2 separate regions of the Sus scrofa genome follow, and region 2 is linked to region 1. The links are chromatin contacts, called in public Hi-C maps. All regions are on one chromosome and are shown on one strand. The core of a region is the stretch at or near the end of the contact, and the rest is flanking DNA. Distances in the headings are between cores, read along the strand shown.

What was found. Hi-C and Micro-C count contacts between places; a contact is called where the count stands out from the background.
Region 2: a contact with region 1 is called in a Hi-C map of skeletal muscle, with 6 times the contacts expected there. The contact joins two enhancer-like sites. A contact is called at or near these places in 1 of 5 promoter capture datasets (liver), 20 of 47 Hi-C or Micro-C datasets (alveolar macrophages, brain, embryonic fibroblasts and 13 more) and 1 of 2 datasets of contacts at active chromatin or transcription factors (skeletal muscle).

What each region holds. Positions count from the first base shown.
Region 1 is chr11:6,946,080-6,949,313 of Sscrofa11.1, forward strand. The region is part of intron 2 of LOC106505250 (a long non-coding RNA gene); the gene reads right to left. Among named protein-coding and RNA genes, the nearest start is that of KATNAL1, 120 kb to the right of the region's middle. Within about 2 kb of position 1,697, at least 43 of the 83 cell types and tissues checked have an H3K27ac peak or open chromatin away from gene starts, as enhancers often do. A contact at or near this core is called in fetal skeletal muscle, mesenteric adipose tissue, omental adipose tissue and 2 more, where this site is marked.
Region 2 is chr11:7,464,360-7,467,593 of Sscrofa11.1, forward strand. No RefSeq gene overlaps it. Among named protein-coding and RNA genes, the nearest start is that of ALOX5AP, 54 kb to the left of the region's middle. Within about 2 kb of position 1,517, at least 32 of the 83 cell types and tissues checked have an H3K27ac peak or open chromatin away from gene starts, as enhancers often do. A contact at or near this core is called in fetal skeletal muscle, mesenteric adipose tissue, omental adipose tissue and 2 more, where this site is marked.

The DNA of each region.
Region 1 (3,234 bases), core at 447-2,946:
CGTGGAGCTGGACAGCGAGTAAGATGCTGCCCTGCTTCCGGGGGCCAGCGGGGATGTAGCAGTGAATTCTTTGAACACAGTGCAGGACGGGAGAGACTAGAATCACGCTGGGTTCCTGTGGGAGCCCTGAAAGGGGTGCAAGGTCACTGCCGAGTCCGGAAGGACGTCGGGTGAGCTCTGTGGGCTGCAGAACCGGGCACCTGGAGGTGGCAACCCGCCAGGGCTGTGGAGGTGAGGTCCTGACACTGGCTCTGGTGTGTGGCTCCCCCCGCCCCAATACCAAGCGGTCCTCTGACGCCAGCTGAGTGTCCGACAATTCACCCCAGTTCTGAAACTACCCGGAGGCATCGTCAGATCCAAGAGTTAAGGGCTCAGCCCCGCAAGATGCCCCACCTCAGACGCCAGCCAAAGGCACGGATCAGACCACCTGACTGTAAATCAGAGGCTCCCGCCCCCACGCTGCGTCCATTCCAACTTTGAGGGGGCTCACGGGACTCAGGAGACGAGTTGATGCACTAGACCACTGGCTTCTTGGGAAGGATAAGAGTCACCAGACAGATGAAGAGATACACGGCTGAGGTTTCAGACAGAGAGGCTTCACGCCCGGTGACGTTTGGGGCCCAGCGTATCGTGGATACGTTCTGGCTCCTCAACTCGGAAGCTCTCAGAACGCCACCCTTTGGGGGTTTTACAGAGGCTCTGTCATATTGGGTGGGCACGAGTGACGAAGCCACTGGCCTTCAGTGATCGATTCACCTCCAGCTGCTCTGCCCCAGGGAGGCTTGGGGTCAGGGGGATGAAGGTTCCAACCCTCTCGTCTGGGGGTTGGTTGTTCTGGGGACCCCACCACCATCCTGCGGCGGCTGAAGGGCTTTCTAAAAGTCACCTCTTGGAGTTCCCGCTGTAGCTCAGCGGAAATGAATCTGATGAGCATCCACGCCAGGGCGTGGGCCCCAGCTGTCTCTTCCTCGGCCCTGGGTCCTTTGCCCCAAGAGCTCTCCTGCTGTAAAGCTGCCCTCCTCCCAGGCCTTTCTCAGCGTATCAAGCTTTAAGCAGCCAAGGTTGAGCCCTGGGCTGGGGACAAAGGTCAGAGTCAAGGCCGACCCAGCCCCAAATCTCATCCTATCCCAAGGCTCCAACCCGGCCCCGCTTCCACCACATACTCTCACACTTTTATTTGGAAAGGCTTTTAAACCTACAGACGACTTGAAAGAAGAGAACAATAAATACGTCTTTCCCCTGGCTCCCCCCGCTGACATCCTGCCACATGCGCCATGGCTCTGTGTCTCTGCCCTGAGCCACAGCCCAGGAGGAAGACAATGACCCAACCCTGTCATTAGTAAGGCTGACTGTGATAACAAGGAGTGACCACGGCCACATCTTCCCACGGAAGAGGCGGCCTTTCCATTCTGTAATTAATGAGAGGCTCATGGAGTGATGCGAACGGAAAGCGAAGCCACAGACCACCTCGCTAAACATCCTCGGGGCCACAGGAGGAAGCCGCGAACGCGGCAGGAAGGTGGCTGGCCTCCTGCTGCTGGAACTGAGATTCTCGCTCCCTTTAGTCTGCGTGAAATCAGGCGTGGAGATGAGGACGAGGACGGGTGTGCGGAGCGAGGGCGCCGCCAGGCTCTGCCTGGGAACCTCTCCCGGTCTTGGAGGGACGTGAAATTACCAAGGCCGGTAGGCGGGGCATCCCGTGTCCTCGTTAGCGGCCAACGGCGCTCAGGCCACCGGCTTCCGGCCTGGCTCTGTCACCGGCTCCCTCCCAGCGCGGGGCGGGCTCTGTGCGTGATGAACGCTTCTGCCTGCCCGGCTCCGAGGGCGAATCCGGGGCCCGTGTTCCTTTTATCACCGTTTTATACTCGTCAGGGTTGTTAAGTCATTTGGTATCCCAGGCAACCTGAAAGCAGCTCCCGGACGTTTTAACCCCAAAAAAGACAGTGCCAAGGGAAGAAAGACCTGTCCTTGCCAGGTGCCACTGTCGCATGCTCGCAGAAGCTAATGGATAACCTTTCAGGGGACGACTCCGCAGGGGCTGGGTGATGTCTCCGTATGTCTCGGGCTCCGGGTGGGGGGAGACGATGTCAGAGGAGACCAGCTCTGTAAGCACAGCTCTTTTTTCCAGCTATGCAAACAGACTTCTGTGAGCGTTTCCGCGGGGGACCCACAAGTTTCCCCTTCCGCCCAAAGGCAGGTTAATCTTGAGATGGTTCGGCCATGGTCATGCGATGTTGTCAGTGGTCTCCTGACACGTCCAGAGGACCCCCCCCCCCCGGACCCAAGCCCCTTCCAGAGGGCACCTCCAGCCCCACCACCCCTGACTTCGGAGCCGCCAAGTGCCCCCAAGCCAGGCTGCCTGCAGAGCTGCGCCCCACTCCGCCCACCCAGCAGCCTCTTTCGCAGCTTCCTTTGAAACCTTGCCCTGGAGTTCAGCTTCAGGATTCCTGTAAGTGCCCAGACAGAGAACCTCAGATGTCATGATTTTTCAGGCCCTCCATTCATAAAACACTGGGCTGTTTCCACGTGGGGTGTCTTGTTCCTCCCAAGAATGGAAACAGAAGAAGCTGCCAAGCCTGAGTCCCCGGGAGTCATGAACCGCATCCCCACCCCACCCCAGGATGGCGAGGCTCTGCGGCCCCAGGTCTGTACACGCGGAGGGAAAAGGAAAAGGATGTTGGAGCCTCCCGGGCCAGCAGACCCTCTGATAGACGCGTTCTTGCGGCGGAGAGTAGCCTGGGAACCCCTCGCTGCTTTTAAGCGCATCACGGGCAGGGAGGCGCGGGCTGCACAGCTGCCCACGCAGCGGAGGGCCCTGGGCACGGCAGAGCCCGGCGTCGTGCGCCCTCCGCGGTGGCACCTCTGCCGCAGCTATGGCAAGGCCCGATCCTTTTAACCCCCGTGCGGGGCTGGGGATCAAATCCGCGCCTCTGCAGTGACCTGAGCCACGGCAGTTGAATTCTCAACCCCCTGCGCCGCTGCAGGAATTCCCACTGTTTAGGTTCTTCTTATGCATACTAAAATTCCCTGTCCACAATTTAGTCCATCTGGGAGAAATTAGAAAATGCCTGAAACTGCCAAGCGTAAGGTCACCAGGACTAACACTAATTAATGAGTCGGGGGAGATGTGTAGCAGATGACAGGATGTGACGTCTGGTGGCGCCCCTCGCAGATGGTCTGAGCCTGCCTCGAGGCACTGGTCCCAGATCTTCAAGGACAGGCTTGCCATCTTCT
Region 2 (3,234 bases), core at 267-2,766, 520 kb after region 1:
AGGTGGGACAGATCGGGTGTCAAACTTAGGCAATTAGAATGGGTCCCTGGTACCAGTTCCCTAAGTGTCCAGGTACCTATGTTCCTGGCGTGGATGCCTGGTGAGAAAGATGGGGAGGCACAGACGTATTTCAACACCAGCCAAGCACCTGGCATGAGCTTCAGCTCAATGCTGCAGGAGTATTATCTTTATTGCTGTTATTATTATTTCTCTTTTTCCGATAAGAAAATCCCTGGCTCAGAGAGGGGAGTAACATGCCTAAGGCGCTAGAGCTGTGAGAGGCAGAACCAGGGCTTGGCTCCTGGCTTCTTGCCCCCACAGGCATGGCACACGAATGTTCCAGCATCCTTTTGAAAGTTTCCTTGAGATGAGTCTCAAGGGGTCTCTTGATGGCTTCATGTGACAGTCAGAGGGAGGGGTTTCTTGCTGCTGAAGGCAGCCCAGATCCTGGGGTCTCTGTAAGTTTCCTCCAGAGATAGTTCATGGCAGCTTCTCTAGGGATACAAAGAAGAGAGGGCCAGATCCAGCGCCAAACAAGCAGCCAGGGGGACCAAGGCCATCACCAGGGTAGCCAAAATCCAGGCTATTGAGGATTTTCTGGAGGGATTCAAAGCCTCTCTTGAGTCCTATCCAGGGGCACAGAGGTAAAAACAACAGCAGCGCACACCGGAAGATTTCAGAGTCCAGAGGGGAGTCAGGCATGGGCTGCTGCCCTTCACTGGGAGGGCACGCCTTGGGGGTCCCCCGCATCCTCCAGGCAGTGTCCCTCCCAGCGAGCCCAGTATTTCTACACCTGGAAGGAAAGTCTGCTCAGACCATTGCAGGAGCCCAGGAGCAAAGCCTGTCTGGGGGGCCCAGAGGCTGGTGCCAAAACCCTTTAAGTCTCTTCCTTGTATCAAAGACCTGTCGTCCCTCCAACTCCTGGGCAGATCCTGATTTTTAGGTGGTGGGGCTGGTGGGGGAGGGTGGGGGAAGAGTCTGCATTTTCCTGGTGATTTTGATATGGGAGGTCCGTGGGCCATCATTTGAGAACTGCTGCTTTTCCTGCCAACACACCTTCCACTGTGCCTCCTTTGGCCCCATCAATACTTAAAGACATCTGTAGCCTCAGGGAACTTTCTAGAAAAAAAAGATTCCACACTGGAGTCAAGAAGAGTCTTCCTAGCCTCACGGTGGAGCTATAGGGGGTGTGTTCAGGCCCAGGGAGAGGACTGTTCATGCCACTCCGCCCAGGGAGCAGTCAGTGCCCCTACTAGGAAGAGTGTCCCTCTCCTGCCCCAGAGCCCAGACAGGGCGGCCTGGGCTAACCCGGGAATGGACGGGAATGGACAGGCACGTGCTCAGAGCAGGGCGGCTCCCTGCAGCCTGCTGGCCCTGAAGGGGCTAAGGATCTGCCTGGAACCCAGGATTCCAAGGAGTAACACGAGCACTGGGAAAACAGGGCCCTTTCTGGCTGGCGCTCTGGGCACCCCAGCTCTGGAGCTGCCCCCAGGGGGGGGCTGGGAAGAGGTTAGCCGGCACCCTCAGAATGAAGAGCGCACGCACGCACGCACGCACGCAGGGAGGAGAGATGGGTCTGCACTGCACAACACTTCTGAATGTTCTGGAAAGGAAAATAAAGTAAGTGCGTGAGGTAGTGACGGAGGTATTCAAAATATTTCCCTTTAAAGCTGGAGAACGCGTTCTTCCTCCTGCTTCCCTTTAGGCCCTTGTGGCTCTCCTCATCTTCCAGGGTTGTAACCACTGTCTCAGCAGTGACTCTAGAAAACTCCATTAGGCCCTTTCTTTAGGAAGGGAATTAATGACTTTGAAAATTTAGTGCTTTGTAAACACAGGAGGGAAAGCATTTCCCCCAGGCGCGCAGATTCCTTGGCAGCGAAGGGAGACTGGATGGGAAAGTAAATGTTTCCAGCCTGTCGAGAGGCCCCCACACCAAACACTGTCTGCTTCTTGTAAAGCCCGGCCCCACAGCGCTTCGGTGCTCAAAAATCCTGAAAAAGGAAGCCCGGAGAAAGCAAAAGAAACAGGAGCCACGGAGAACAAGACCGGTCTGATGAGCTGCAAAAAACCGAAAACCAAACCAAAACAAAACCGTCAGGCAAAACTTTCTAATGTCAATGCATAGTAAAAGTGTGTGTCCTTGGCGAGTCTAGCTTTTGACCTGAATTAGAGAAATCAGTTGTTTACACAGCCAAACCCACAGACTAATTACCGTCTTTGTTCTTTTGAACTTTTAGGCCTGGCCAGTGACATAAAATCCTTGGAAGTAAAAAAAACCTCACAGGACAAACATGCAGCAGTAAGCATGGGGATCAGGACGGCGGGCTGAATTGCTGGCATCCGTACAAGTTAGTAACACCAGGGGGAGGGGAGGTGGGGGAGAGGGTGGGGAGGGGGCTCGTTTGATAAAATAACGACATTCCAGGCGCTTTCCCAGAGAAGTTTCCTGGGCCTCCAAGTCTTTCTCCTTCAAAGCGGCCTTTCCCAGAAACTAGCCTTTTCCTGCCTCTTTATTCCCTCCTTGAGAAAACCACAGAAACATCATTTCAGCAAATCCTTGCATCTTTGAAAGTTGGCCAGTCCCATGTGGGGACCAGAGGATGAAGCTGCCAAGCCTACCCAGGGATTCACTCGTTCTCCCCCAGTGTTTTGGTTTGGTTGTGTGAACTCATTTATTCATTTAACAACAGTCTCAAGTGCTTCGGATTTGGGGGGGCGAGTCTTGGAGATTCAGGATTTGAGGCCTTCAAAGAGTGCCTCAATATTTGTCATAGCAACAACAGCTGAAAAAGTGTATTACTTTGGGGAGCACGACTTCTTTGAGTCAAACTGTCATGGCTTTCTCTTTGTTTCCTAATGTGTTTCTAAGGCTCCAGCCAAACTAGTGAACTGGAATTGCTGGGGGTCTTCCGGGCCTCGGAGCTCGGGATGACCCTTCCTGTTATTTTAACACCATTAGGAATTTAATAGGTCTTTGCCAAAAAGCCAGGAAACCATTTTTAATAGGATGGTAAGCCAATTTAAAATTAAAAAAAAAAAAAAAAAAGAATGCCGCCTAAGTCCTCTGAGAAGTTGAGTACACTTTCTTGATGTTCGAAAAATCAGAAAAATTAGGCTTTGTGGATTGCATAAAAAAGAGAAAAGTCCAGAAAATGCAACTTGGAGGTGCCCAAATCAAACCAAGCTTAAGCAAAATTCAAGGTGCTGGTGAGCAGGTAGTATTGGAAAATGTCA